Regions from separate parts of the Triticum aestivum genome. Here region 1 is linked to region 2. A link is a contact called in public Hi-C data. All regions are on one chromosome and are shown on one strand. Each heading gives the region's core, a stretch centred on a gene start, on an enhancer-like site or on the middle of the called end of the contact. The rest is flanking DNA. Distances are from core to core; before and after follow the strand shown. Region 1 has its middle 120 kb from the start of LOC123156161. Region 2 holds the start of LOC123156161.

What was found. Hi-C and Micro-C count contacts between places; a contact is called where the count stands out from the background.
Region 1: a contact with region 2 is called in a Hi-C map of leaf, with 5 times the contacts expected there. The contact joins the enhancer-like site here to the promoter of LOC123156161 in region 2. A contact is called at or near these places in 2 of 5 Hi-C or Micro-C datasets (both in leaf) and 1 of 1 datasets of contacts at active chromatin or transcription factors (leaf).

Annotation. Positions count from the first base shown.
Region 1 is chr7B:246,406,430-246,409,398 of IWGSC CS RefSeq v2.1, forward strand. No RefSeq gene overlaps it. Among protein-coding and RNA genes, the nearest start is that of LOC123156161, 120 kb to the left of the region's middle. Within about 2 kb of position 1,657, at least 1 of the 8 cell types and tissues checked has an H3K27ac peak or open chromatin away from gene starts, as enhancers often do. A contact at or near this core is called in leaf, where this site is marked.
Region 2 is chr7B:246,284,401-246,287,735 of IWGSC CS RefSeq v2.1, forward strand. It overlaps LOC123156161, which reads right to left and starts at 2,086. Exons shown (of 1, transcript XM_044574329.1): 1 at 1-2,086. The coding sequence starts at 1,771.

The DNA.
Region 1 (2,969 bases), core at 407-2,906, 120 kb after region 2:
CTCATGGGACGGCCCATATAGAGTACGGTTGGCCATTAGAAAACCAAAGAAACTGAAAAATACGGGAAAACTGGAAAAGGAAAACAAATCGAAAAAGGTCGTCAATTCAGAATTGTTTATTGATTTTGAAAAAAAAGTTCATAAAATTAAAAAAATCACGAATTTTTAAAAAAGGTTCAACAATTCTGGAAAAAAAATCATCAAATTTGGAAAAAAAGTTCACTGAAATTTGAAAAAAAAAACATTGATTTTGAAAAAAGTTCTTCGATTTTAAAAAATGTTTTAAGCTTTTGAAAAAAGGTTCATCGAAATTGAAGAAAAGTCCATTGAATTTGAAAAAAAGTTAATCAAAATTCAAAAAAAGTTCAAGTATTTTGGAAAAAAAGTTCATCAATTTTACAAAAATAAGAGTTCACGTATTTGCAAAAAAAATCATTGGGCTAGGAAAAATAGAAAAACTAGAAAACAAAAAAGGAATAAAAAGGAAAATGCAAAAAAGGAAAGGAAAAGGAAAAAAGGAATAAATAAAAGACAAATAGGTTAAAAGGATAGCACATTTGTGTTGGTTGGCGGGGTGGTAACACTAGCCAACCTTCAACGAGGAGGTCGTAGTTAGAATCCTTCAATACAGCGCTAAATAAGAATCACCAATCACCGGGTTCCATATATAGCTCGTAGGGTGCCGCTGAACGACCTGGCGCGCACCCCCCTCGCGTGCTGGGCGTTTGTATGGGCCCGCCAATATCCCATTATTTTTTTTGGTTTCTTCTTTTTCTTTTTTCCTTTTTTGTTTCCATTTTTCTTTTCTCTTTTCTTTCTAAATTCACGAACTTTTTTGTATCAAATTCAAAAAATGTTCATCAATGTTTAAGAATGCTCAAGGTTCAAAAAATGTTCATAAAATTCACTTTTTGTATTCACCGGATTAAAAAAAAATCATCAAAATTCAAAATTTGTTCATCGAATTTTAAAACTTTTCATCAAATTTGATATTTGTTCATCGATTTCAAAACTTATTCACCAATTCAAAATTTGTTCGTCGATTTTAAAAATTGTTCATCAATGGATAAAAATGCTCAACCATTCAAAAACTGTTCATAAAGTTCATTTTGTTATTCACCGGATTGAAAAAATGTTCATCAAATTTGATATTCGTTCATCATTTACAAAAATTCAAATTCAAAATTTGTTCAATGATTTCAAAAATTGTCCATCAATTTCAAAAATTGTTAATCCATTTTTTCAAAAACAATTCTCGAATACAAAATTTGTTCATCAAGTTTAAATAATGTTCATCTTATTAAAATTTTGTTCAGTAACTATAAAAATGTTAATCATTATTAAAAGTACTCATGTATATTTGTTCATAGATATAAAAAAATTTCATCAAAACAAAAAATTACTCATTAAAATTCCAAAAATGTTTATTATTTTGAAATCACGAACATTTTTTTACAAAATTTTCTTTTCGAAATTTGAGACTTTTATAAATTACGAATTATATTGAAGAAGATAAATAAATAAAATTAGAAAAGAAAAACGAAAAGCAAAAAGAGTAAGAAAAACGAATTAAAAAAGCTGGGGCGTTCAGCCCCGCTCATGAGCCGGCCCCCTAGGGGCGCACGGGAGCGGAGGGGCGCGCGCTGGCATGTTTGCCAGCGCGTCACGCGCCATATAGGAGGTCTCGCCAATCACACACACCATGGTGAGCGTGGTTATGTCCCACTTGTAGCGAGCCTGTTTTTGGCTGGCCCAGTAGGAAATGAAATTCTTCATATCCCGCATGTTAGCTCATTAGTTAATTTATTTATTTCCCTATTTTTAATTTCGTTTATATTTCAAGTTACTCTAAACATATATATTTGAAAAATTAATTTACATAAATTTTTCAAATGGACATCATGCATTAAAATGTTCGTTAATGATGAAAAAAAATCAGAAAATTTAGTAAATAGTTTTTCCATTTAAAAACTATTCACAATTATAAAATTTTGTCCATGATATTTGTTTTTCAAAAAGTATAATAAATTATTTGTGTAATTTGTAAACAAATGTCTATACCTATCAAAAAACTGTTCATGGCACTTCAAAATGTTTGCACATTTAAAAATATATTTCACCACATTTTAAAAATTATGCAGTTTAGGTCAAAGCCCATAACATACAAAAAATGTTCATACCATTTAAAAAAATTCTAACATTTATTAGTTGTTTGCACACTGTAATAAAGAAATCATGACACTAAAGAAAATGTTCAACGTGTATTAAAAGATGCTCACTATGTATTTAAAACATGTTGAATGTGCATGTTTCAAATGGTCAACACGTATTCCAATACATTGCTCAACATGTATTTGAAAAAAACATGTGTCTAAAAATGTTTAACATGTATATGGAAATGTTCAACGTGTATTAAATAAAAAGTGAACATGTATTTGAAAATGAATAAAATAAAAATGAATGAAAAACATGAATAAGAAAACCACCAAAAACCAATAGAGAAAAGCACTGAAAAGAAAAATAATAATAGAAAAATTGCATGAAATCTTCCTAAAACCCAGCGAACCTAGTTGGATGGTTCCGCCAATTGTTGGTTAGAAGCTTCACAAAACCGCTCCTCGGCCAGCCCACTAAAGTCTGTTGTTGGCAACGCTTGAGTAGTGCTCATAATTAGGGAAGTATAGCACGAGCGAACCGAACCAATGTCGATCATGCAAGCCCTTGTTTTCCAAAACGCAAGACGGACGTTGGTAATATACCCATTCATATTGACGTTCTTATCTCTGCCTAATATTAATGGGAGGATTGTTTTTCCAAAAAAAATCGTTTACGTGGGACCAAAATAATTTTTCGTCCGTCGGCACGATTTCTCGTTCGGGAGTTATCTTTTTTTTTTGACGGGTAACTAGGGACTTTATTAAGCAGTAATCAACATCGGAATACAAATAATGTCTGGTAATGTCCCTAGC
Region 2 (3,335 bases), core at 836-3,335:
GGTCGGCAAGCTTCTGCACCAGCGCCGGCGCCACCTTCTCCCCCTTCCAGTCGTACACGTTGAACGCCAGCGAGGGTCCCCGCTCGAACTTGACGCGCGGTCCGTACACCCGCACCAGCTGCTTCCCGCCGCCGTGCTCCGGGTGCGGGTGCCGCAGCTTCTGCATCGCCACCACCAGCCAGTTGCTGATGCACCGCAGCCGGTTGCCGATGGCGATGAGGCCCAGCGCGTCCGCGTGGTCCAGCCCCCTGCACTCCACCTCCAGCATGCGCTCCTCCTCTGCTTCTACTGCTGCTGGCGGCGGCCATGGCCGACTGCCTTCTTCGGCTTCGGATGGCCTACGGTCCACCTCGCAAATTTCCGGCGTGTCGCCGTTCTCGGCCTCGTCGGTCGTGCGACCGGTGGCGGTGGCGCTGAGCGGGCCGGAAAATGAGCTGGTGGTATCGACATCGTCCGCCGTCGGCGGGTCGGCCACTTTGGGGAAGGTGAGCGAGTGCTCCAGGTCGGTGGAGTAGTCGTCGCGGAGCGACCACCGCCGCGCCGGAACGATGCTGACGATGCCGATGCTGCGCGCGACCGCGGAGCGCTCGAGCGCGCCGAGGCTGGCCTTCTTGACGAACAGCCCGGCGAAGCCCGAGGGGTTCTCGCCGAACACCTTGAAGAAGTTGCAGACGATGAAGTCCGGGCGGAGGAGGGAGAGGCCGAGGGTGTCGAGGTCCTTGGCGCCGAGCGCGCACGCGTCCAGCGCCACGTGCCACCCCTGCTCCGCCGCGGCGCTCATCCAGAGGTACGGGTACCTCGCGCCGGTCATGCGGGACACCAGCGGAAACACGAAGAGCCCGCGGCCGCGCTGCCGCCGCCGCCCACGGAGCAGCTTTTTGCGGAGGTCCGCGGCGTGGACGCGCATGCTCGGCCACGCGAAGCTCGCGTTCATGACCTCCGCGCCGCGGCTGCGCGCGCTCTGAGCCATGGCACCCACCGCCTCGCTCTCGTAGTCGTACACGGAGAGCAGCTTCTTCCTGCCGCCGCCGGGAGTGAAGGAGTAGGATTCTGCCAGCAGCCGGAAGGCCGTGGTCCGGTTCGCCGTGCACACCATGGTGTACTCGTCCTCGGGGATCTTAAGGGACGCCATGATGCGCCTCGTGACGGCGCCGCTGATGCCCCCCGCCGCGGATGCGGCGGCAGTGCCGTCCCCGCATTGCTGCACCTGCGACCGCAGGCTCGCCGACCTGTACGCGATGTCGAAGAAGGGGGGCTGCCACGCCGACGGCTCCGCCGGAGCTGACGTGGACGGCAGCGACGAGTTCATCTGCGCGTGGGAGAAGAGGTTCATCCCGTTGTAGTCCAGGCAGACGTGGCGGTCGAGGTGCCTGTACTCCCCGTCCCTGATCGCGTCCGCCGAGCCGGCTAGCCCGCCGTACTGCGGGAACGCGGAGGCGAACTCCGAGTAGGCCTCAGGGAGCGGCGGGAGGGACTCGTGGTTGGTGAACACCGGCGCCCCGGGGAACAGCCCCGACGCCGCTGACCTGACGAAGTTGTGCCGCGACGTCCTCGCCGACGTGGTCGTGACGGTCGTAACCGTGGCCGTCCGCTTGGCGCGCACCGGCACGCAGCCGGGCATGCACCCGTGCTCGCGGTCCGCAGCCCCATTCGATGCCGACGCCGCCGGCATCTCGCGCTGCTTCTGCTTCTGCCTCTGCCTCCTGTCGTCGTCGCCGGCTGCCGCGTTCTTGCTGCCCCTGGATAAGTACTTTGTGAAGAGGAAGAGCATGGTTGCCTCATGGGCAGGTTGTCGTTGGGCTAGCTAGCTCGGCGCCGGCCGGGCGCGGTCGACGCCGCTGTCTAGGAGCTGTCGGACAGCGACCGGATGGCCGGCCGGCCGCGGCCGCCTCTTTCTGAGCTCCTTGTTTGCTTCGCTAGCTGGTGATGAACGACGATGTGCGCGCCAGTGGCTCTCCTGCTGCCGGGGGAAACCTTTAGTTTCTCCTTGAGCTAGCCAAGTCCACAGGCTCGCGCAGACAGCGACGTAGCAAGAAAGCGTGAAGCAGCAGCACCCATCTGGTTCATGGAGGCTGGTATGCAGTTCCAGTCAATGAGAAACCGCTGAATGACAGATGATTATATAGGATGATGGATGAGTATTAGCCCTTTTTAATCTGGCCTGGATGATTGTCTTCAACCTGAACATGCATTCACTTGTATGATGATGGATGGTAAACCAGAGCAGACAGAGTTGCTTTCCCATTCCCCCGGATTCATGGATTTTTACGAGGTAATAGCACCCCAGATCCACAAACTTGCACAGAATGTGATGTTTTAGTTCAAAACTTGCAAAATGTTACTGAGGACTCCCACAATTTGACACCCTATGTGATGTTTTGGTCCACAGCCAATTACAACATGACAAGTGGCAGTCTAGAGGGTGGACCGGTCAGCTCTTGCAATTTTGCACAAAGGCCCCTGCCGTTTCCTCGATTCAGCAATGTTACAGAGCTCATGACCAAGATCGCTACGACGCCAACTACACTCTGCTCAACAACAGGTTTGCATGTGAATGCGATGCATTTGGTCGATCTGGTTAGCTACCTGGGTTCTCGGAGAGCATGAGGTTGGTGAGGAGCTTGCGCCTATCTGAAACCAATTTACAGAAGCAATCGATCTAAGTTACAGATTAACCCGCTACCACAAAAAATTCAGTCTGAAACCAACAAGCTAGATTCATATGCGACCATCAACAATTCAGTAAAGCATCGCAATACTGTTCGTTTTTGTTAAACTGAACTGACGAGACTGAACAACTAGCACGATTTCAGAACTGACCACACCGTGTAGTAGACAGACATATAATTTAGAAGACCTGAGACTCTGTCCAATTCCAATCGGCTGCTGCTTTCGATCTGAACTAGATACTGAAACAAACAGATTCGATCAACCCGCGACCGTCTACGACCGAAGCAGAATTCGGGTCCCGCACAGACCAGACAGCGATCGCGCTGGGAGGGGGGGTGGGAGTCTGCGAGAGGGGATCGATGGATCGGTGGTATGCATATCCTGAAGGACGTAGGCGACCTTGGCGGAGTCGGAGTAGCTGGGAAGCGACATGCCGCCGGCGGCGAGCGAGAGCTTGGCGGCGCCGATGGAGGCGACGCCGAGCATGGGCAGCTCGGCGGGGCTCCACTCGTAGTAGGCGCCGCCGTAGGCCTTGGCCGGCTGCCTCGGGGTCAGATCCACCGCCATCGAAAAAGGAGAAGCTGCTACGATCGATCGAGAGGTCGGTTGGTTGGGGGGTTGGAGGGTTGCCGGGAGCTGGAGGGCGTGATCGTATCGCCGTATCG